2 separate regions of the Anas platyrhynchos genome follow, and region 2 is linked to region 1. A link is a contact called in public Hi-C data. All regions are on one chromosome and are shown on one strand. Each heading gives the region's core, a stretch centred on a gene start, on an enhancer-like site or on the middle of the called end of the contact. The rest is flanking DNA. Distances are from core to core; before and after follow the strand shown.

The links. Hi-C and Micro-C count contacts between places; a contact is called where the count stands out from the background.
Region 2: a contact with region 1 is called in a Hi-C map of subcutaneous adipose tissue, with 2.4 times the contacts expected there. The contact joins the promoter of CBLB here to the enhancer-like site in region 1. A contact is called at or near these places in 2 of 8 Hi-C or Micro-C datasets (liver and subcutaneous adipose tissue).

What each region holds. Positions count from the first base shown.
Region 1 is chr1:91,533,089-91,535,933 of IASCAAS_PekinDuck_T2T, reverse strand. The region is part of intron 5 of CBLB (Cbl proto-oncogene B); the gene reads left to right. Among named protein-coding and RNA genes, the nearest start is that of CBLB, 84 kb to the left of the region's middle. Within about 2 kb of position 1,508, at least 1 of the 8 cell types and tissues checked has an H3K27ac peak or open chromatin away from gene starts, as enhancers often do. A contact at or near this core is called in subcutaneous adipose tissue, where this site is marked.
Region 2 is chr1:91,616,846-91,619,690 of IASCAAS_PekinDuck_T2T, reverse strand. It overlaps CBLB (Cbl proto-oncogene B), which reads left to right and starts at 1,453. Exons shown (of 18, transcript XM_027449519.3): 1 at 1,453-1,627; 2 at 1,930-2,088. The coding sequence starts at 1,942.

The DNA of each region.
Region 1 (2,845 bases), core at 259-2,758:
AACAACATACATCAAGCTTATTTCAGAGAAATATTACATGCCTCTGTTAACCTTGTGCCGTTTCTACAGAACATACTTTAAGGGGGACATTCTTTGAGTATTTGAGTCAATATAGAAGGCTTTGCTGGTTTGCATCTGTATTAAATGCATTGATTCTGAATTTGTCACTTTGGATTTTTACTTTGTTTATAGTAATCTGTGAAGTATCCAAATATTTAATTGTTTGTTTATGTGTTTTTAACCCCCCTACAATGCTAAACTGGCATATTGTTCTTTACCTTGTTGGAGGTATGTTCAAATTACCAATATTACATCAAAGCCATGGCCGTATGTTTGTTCGATTTTCCATGCTGTTTTGTGATGATCTGTTTAGCTTCATTGGGTTTGTTCTTCTGGGAAAGGGGGCTATTACAAAGTTGATATTAAGATCTGGTAGAAGGTGATTAACGGTTTCAGTTTAGAGTTTTGGTTTTGATCATCTCTTCTCTGCTCTGAGTCAGAACTGTATCAGAGTTGAAAATGTTAAGGTGTAAATAATCTTTCTAATTTAACCACATGTTTTGGTCACTTTTAAAAACAAAGTCACGCAGGTTATAGTGCTTTGAATAAAACTTGGGAGGTTCCCTGGTGTTGCTGTTCAGCAAAATCCCCCTAAGCTTTGCTTTTTGTGTGCAGATATGATCAAACATTCCTGCCTGAACATTGCTGTCTTGGGTCCATTTCTATTCTGTCAAAGTTTCTCCCTTTTATTCATTATTTGGCAATCTGTTCAGATTTTCAGATTAGTCAAGACCAGATCTTGGTCTCAAGACTTCACTGCAAAATATCAGAGGCCTATTGGCTTCAACATTATATTACTATGAAATGCATTTATTCAAGGTTCTTTTCTATAGGGTTTGATTCCTTCTCTCATTCTGCTCACAGATAAAGCAAACAACCACTTTTTTTTTTTTTTTTTTTTTTTTTTTAAATCAAGTAAAAGATTAAACAAGTGAGTGATCTGAGAAGTAACGTTTTTTTCTGGCCCTTTATGGAGTCCTGTAGATTGCTTTAAACTTCAGGACAGAAGTCTCAAATGAGATTTTTTTCTTTGATTTGCAAACCAATGAATTGGCATTGCTTAGCTTCTTTGCTCTTTTCATTTGTTACCATGCCTGGCCCTAGGAAAAGGGGATCAGCAGTACTGATATAAGTAAGTAAAGAAAACTGGTTAGGATTAACTTTAAATTTAACAAAGAAGCAGAAAATTTTTGCCAAACTGATTACCATCTTGTGCAATAGTTGTGTAAGTATTCAAGTGAACTTGCACTGAACTTGGTCTGAGAATCTCTCCCAGAGGTTACATTTTACTTCTTGAGTTTTTAAACTGCTTCCGTAACTGTGTGTGCATACACCCACGGAGAGAAAATCCCAATTGTTGAAGTAATCAAAATACTGTTTTGCCAACTGTGGGTTGTTACAGAAAAGCTACATTTACAATGATGCTTATTCACAGAAGAAAGCAAGTCTACTTTCTGTGGAGATCCTGTAAAAGTGAAGCTGCTCCCCCTGCCTCTCCCTTGTATGCATGCACAACTCTCAGTGCTGTTTCTCTGACCAGAGAGAAGTTAGCATGGCAGTATATTTGGATGCTTTGAAGAAAAGGATTTTCATTCCATCACTGTTAACATGTTCAATGAAGTTGACCTTTTATGCAAAAATACTTCTCTAGGAGAACAAGTGTACCAACCTTTTCCATTTTAGATTTTCCAATTTTTCAATACATTCAAGTTCTTGCCCTTTGATTTTCAGTCCTACTGTCATGTCATCTTCATATAGCAGTAATGGGATGCTCTGTAGAAAGTCCAAGCATTAGAAGAAGATAATAACTGCTTAAAAGCTTGATGGTTGTAATCAACCAAGGAATTTGTATGTATTTTTTTAATACTTATTATATAGGAATAATTATATAGAAATAATATATTGTTACCGTACACTGTGAACCATATAGCGTACACCATATTGCACACATTACCACAGTCCAAAAAATCTTCAGAGTACTGAATGTTTGATCATCATTTTTGACTTAATCCCACAAAATAGGAAGATTGTTGTGTTTTTGTGAGGAAGTATCGGCGTTGGTATGGCAAAAGTCAGCTCCCTTTTTTCTTTAGTTAGGGTAACAAACATTTTTCATGTGATTTAGCCTCCTCACATCCATCTTCAGTGAAAATGTAGAGAGTACCTGGTAAGATGTGGTGTTGCATCTATGATAGCTTTTTTTTTCCTTTGTTTTGTACAAATTTTCATATTTGCGGTTTCTTATGGCCTTTGTGCTAAAACCTTACTGTTCCATTCCATGTATCTGATTTGAAGAGGCATGCATTCTGAAATAAGTCTTCATACGTGCTTAAATAACGGTTAGGATTTGCCTAGGGAGTGTATCATAATTACAATATGATTTTACTGTTACAATATTTTGCTCAAGTGCATCACTTAAAAAAGCATTTCATCTCTACATTGCTAGCCTTTAGATGTCCCTTTGAAAGGAATTTTCAGGGCACACAAGAACACAAGTTTCTTCTCTTCTGTAGCTTAACTTCTCTTGCCCTGATATTTTGAGAAATACATTAAAACCAGAAATACTCTAAACCATTGAGAGGCAGTTTCTTGTATTTCCTATGATGCCTATGAACTCTTAATATGTTTGTATTAACCCACTCCTTAAAAATCATTCTTCTTTCACAGTAAAGAAATGTTTCGTGTTCTTTTAAGTAATAGCGTATCAGGCATGTATCACCAAGTTTTCTGAAGCATTTGTTACTCAGGTCAATAGAGTTGCTGTTGATGTTTGTTTTGTTTTCTC
Region 2 (2,845 bases), core at 204-2,703, 84 kb before region 1:
ACTCCTATTTTGCTATAAGCCAAGGATTAGAAGAAAAAAAAAAAAAAAAAAAAAAAGAAAAATGGTTATTTTTCAGTCTTCACAAAATTACCGCAAAAAGAACACAATTGCTGACATTCAGAAAACTAAAATTTAAAAGCACTCTTTACTCTTCATTTTATGAAGAGAATGGTTATTCTCTTCATAACATAACCTCAAAGTTTTCAAGCGCTTTATTTTCATTTCTCTGCGTGATAATTAATTATAACATTAACACTCACAAAGCATAATTATGCCCTGGAAGGTGTTCAAAGGGATCTGAAATGAACTGTCTCGCACCCTGTGCGGCTCATCTTCACTTTTTCCCCTCTCCAACTTTCACAGGGAATATAAAGAACCTAGAGGAAAAAATCACCCCTAAAACAGATGTGTAGTGTTAGGTCAGTTGGGTTTACATTTGGTTTATATTTACTATATGCCCACAGACATCGAGGTAGGCACAGGGGGAAGTTTTTGCACTTTTGATCAGCGCCTTTCAGGACTGCACTGTAAATGTTACAGCCCCCGATGCCTTTTGTAGCTCTCCAGCCCGCTTTAATAGAAGATTAATAGCAGAAGCGTCAGCCCCGGCCGCAGCGCAGCCCTGCTGCTCTCTCACAGGGCGGGCAGAGGAACCAGACGTGCTCAAGGCGCACAAGTTCCTGCTCTTTGCGGCCGCAAGACCGAACCAAAACAAGCCTCGGGAGCGTGAAGAAGCACAGAGTGCAAAAAGCCCCAGAGGCAGCGTGACAGACCCTTGGGTTTTAACACATTTTGGCGAGAGGGAGGACGTGCGACACCGCTCCGAGCCCCCCTCAGCCGCCCCCTCAGCGCCTCGGGGGCAGGACAGGAAGCTCCGTCCCCCTCCCCTCCGCGCCCAGCACTGGCCATTTCCCCCATCACTCCCAGCCCCTGCCGGCTGCCGCCCGGCTTCACGCTCAGTCACCGCCTGCCACGTCAGGCAGAGGCGGAGCGGAGCGAGAGGGGAGCGGAGCGGAGCCTCCGCTGTGCCCGGCCCCGCTCCCTCTGCCGGCGGCGGGCGTGCCGTGAAGGGGAGGGGAGAGGAGGGGAGGGGAGGGGCGGCCGCCGGAGCGCCGCGCCGCGGGGCGGGGGAGGGAGCGGGAGTGGGAGTGGGAGCGGGGCCGCGGCCGCCCGCCCGCCCGCCCGCCGCACTTTGTAGGAGTGAGGGGCGAGCGCTGCCCGCCCGGGGCTGCGAGCCGCGCTGCAGCACAGCCTCGCGGCGTCCCCTCTGTCCCCTCCGAGCCCGCATGTGCCCGCAGGACGCCGGCTCCCTTGGCGCCCCGTACCCGGCTTCCCTGCGGGGCTGAGTCCCGCGGGGGCAGCGCCGCGATCGCGAGTGGCGGCGGCGGCGGCGATCGGCGACAAGGGCCGGGGCGGCGCGGGATGCGCCCCGCCTGCCTCCTGGGGCGGTGAAGCCCGCTGCCGGAGGACGAGGAGGAGGAGGAGGAGGAGGGAGGAAGGACAGCCTCGTCCGACCAGACGCTTCGGGTGGAGGGCGGGGGGCGCGGAGCTGCTGACCCCCCCCCTCCCCTCCCATCCCCTTCCCGGCGGCTCCCCCTCGCTGTAGGGAGCCTGGCCGTGCTGCTCCGTACGTATCCTGTCTGTCCGCCCGTCTGTCCGTCCGTCTGTCCGCTCGGCTCCCTCCAGGGGCAGGTGCCTGGGGGGGGACCCCGGGGAGGAGGTGGGGGCACCACTGGGTGCCGCGGTAGCGCCGGGCTCCCTCCTGCCGGCTTCAGCTCCGCCCGGGGAGGGTGGCGAAAAGTTGAGCCCGGTGCCCAAACGTGCCCGGGGGGCTTCTCCCTCTGCCTCGCCTCGCGGTACCCCGGCGGCAGCAGCCGGTGAAGCAGCCGCCGTCTGTCTGTCTGTCTCTGTGTCTGTCCCCGCGTCCAGCTCGGCTCCCCCATGGCCAACTCGCAGAACGGCCGCAACCCGCGCAAGGGACGGATCCTGGGCTTCATCGACGCCATCCAAGATGCTGTGGGGCCCCCCAAGCAGGCAGCCGCCGACCGCAGGACTGTGGAGAAGACCTGGAAGCTGATGGACAAAGTGGTGAGCAAAGAGTGGTTTTGGGGGGGGACACTCCTGCGGCTCCACCAGCTCCGTGCTGTGCCCCTCGGGAAGTGTTTTAGGCTATTCAAGCACCATTTGCCTTTATTTATTTATTTATATTTTTTCCCTGTGGCCTCCGGCTATGCTTTTTCTTTTTTTTTTTTCTTTTTTTTTTAATCTTGGTTTGTGTCAGGAAAACAAATATGTGTGTTTGCCTTAGGCTATTGTTATTTTCAGAGCCTGTAAAATGACTCAAACTTGAAAAGCTGAGCTGTCCTAATGAAAAACTGCTTAACTTAGCCTGGTAATCACACACTCTGTGTTTTTCGTGTCGGATCACATTGTTAGTCTGCAAACAAGACCTCTGAAGCATGAAACTTCAGCTAAGCTAATCGTCCTGTGAGACGTGCTCACGATGGTAGCATAGATACGTCTGTGCTTTTAGGAATGTGCGTGGGGACTGGGGGATGTCACTCTTGTCAGTTTAGTAAACAGATTTGTACGCACACCTACCTTTTAAGTGTGTGTTCTGCATTTTGGTGAATTTTTACTACTTTTAATTTTCATTTTGAAACCAGATGTGTACCGTACTGAAACTTATTTTTCAGGAAGTGGGAGTATAGTTTTCTAGAACTTCTCCTAGTGCTCTGGACCAGCCTGATAAATTTTATTTAGTGTTATACAAGATGACAGCTTGCTGTAGATTAGCTAGGAGAGCTTCTTACTGATGGTAGGAATAGTTTGATTATGATACAGA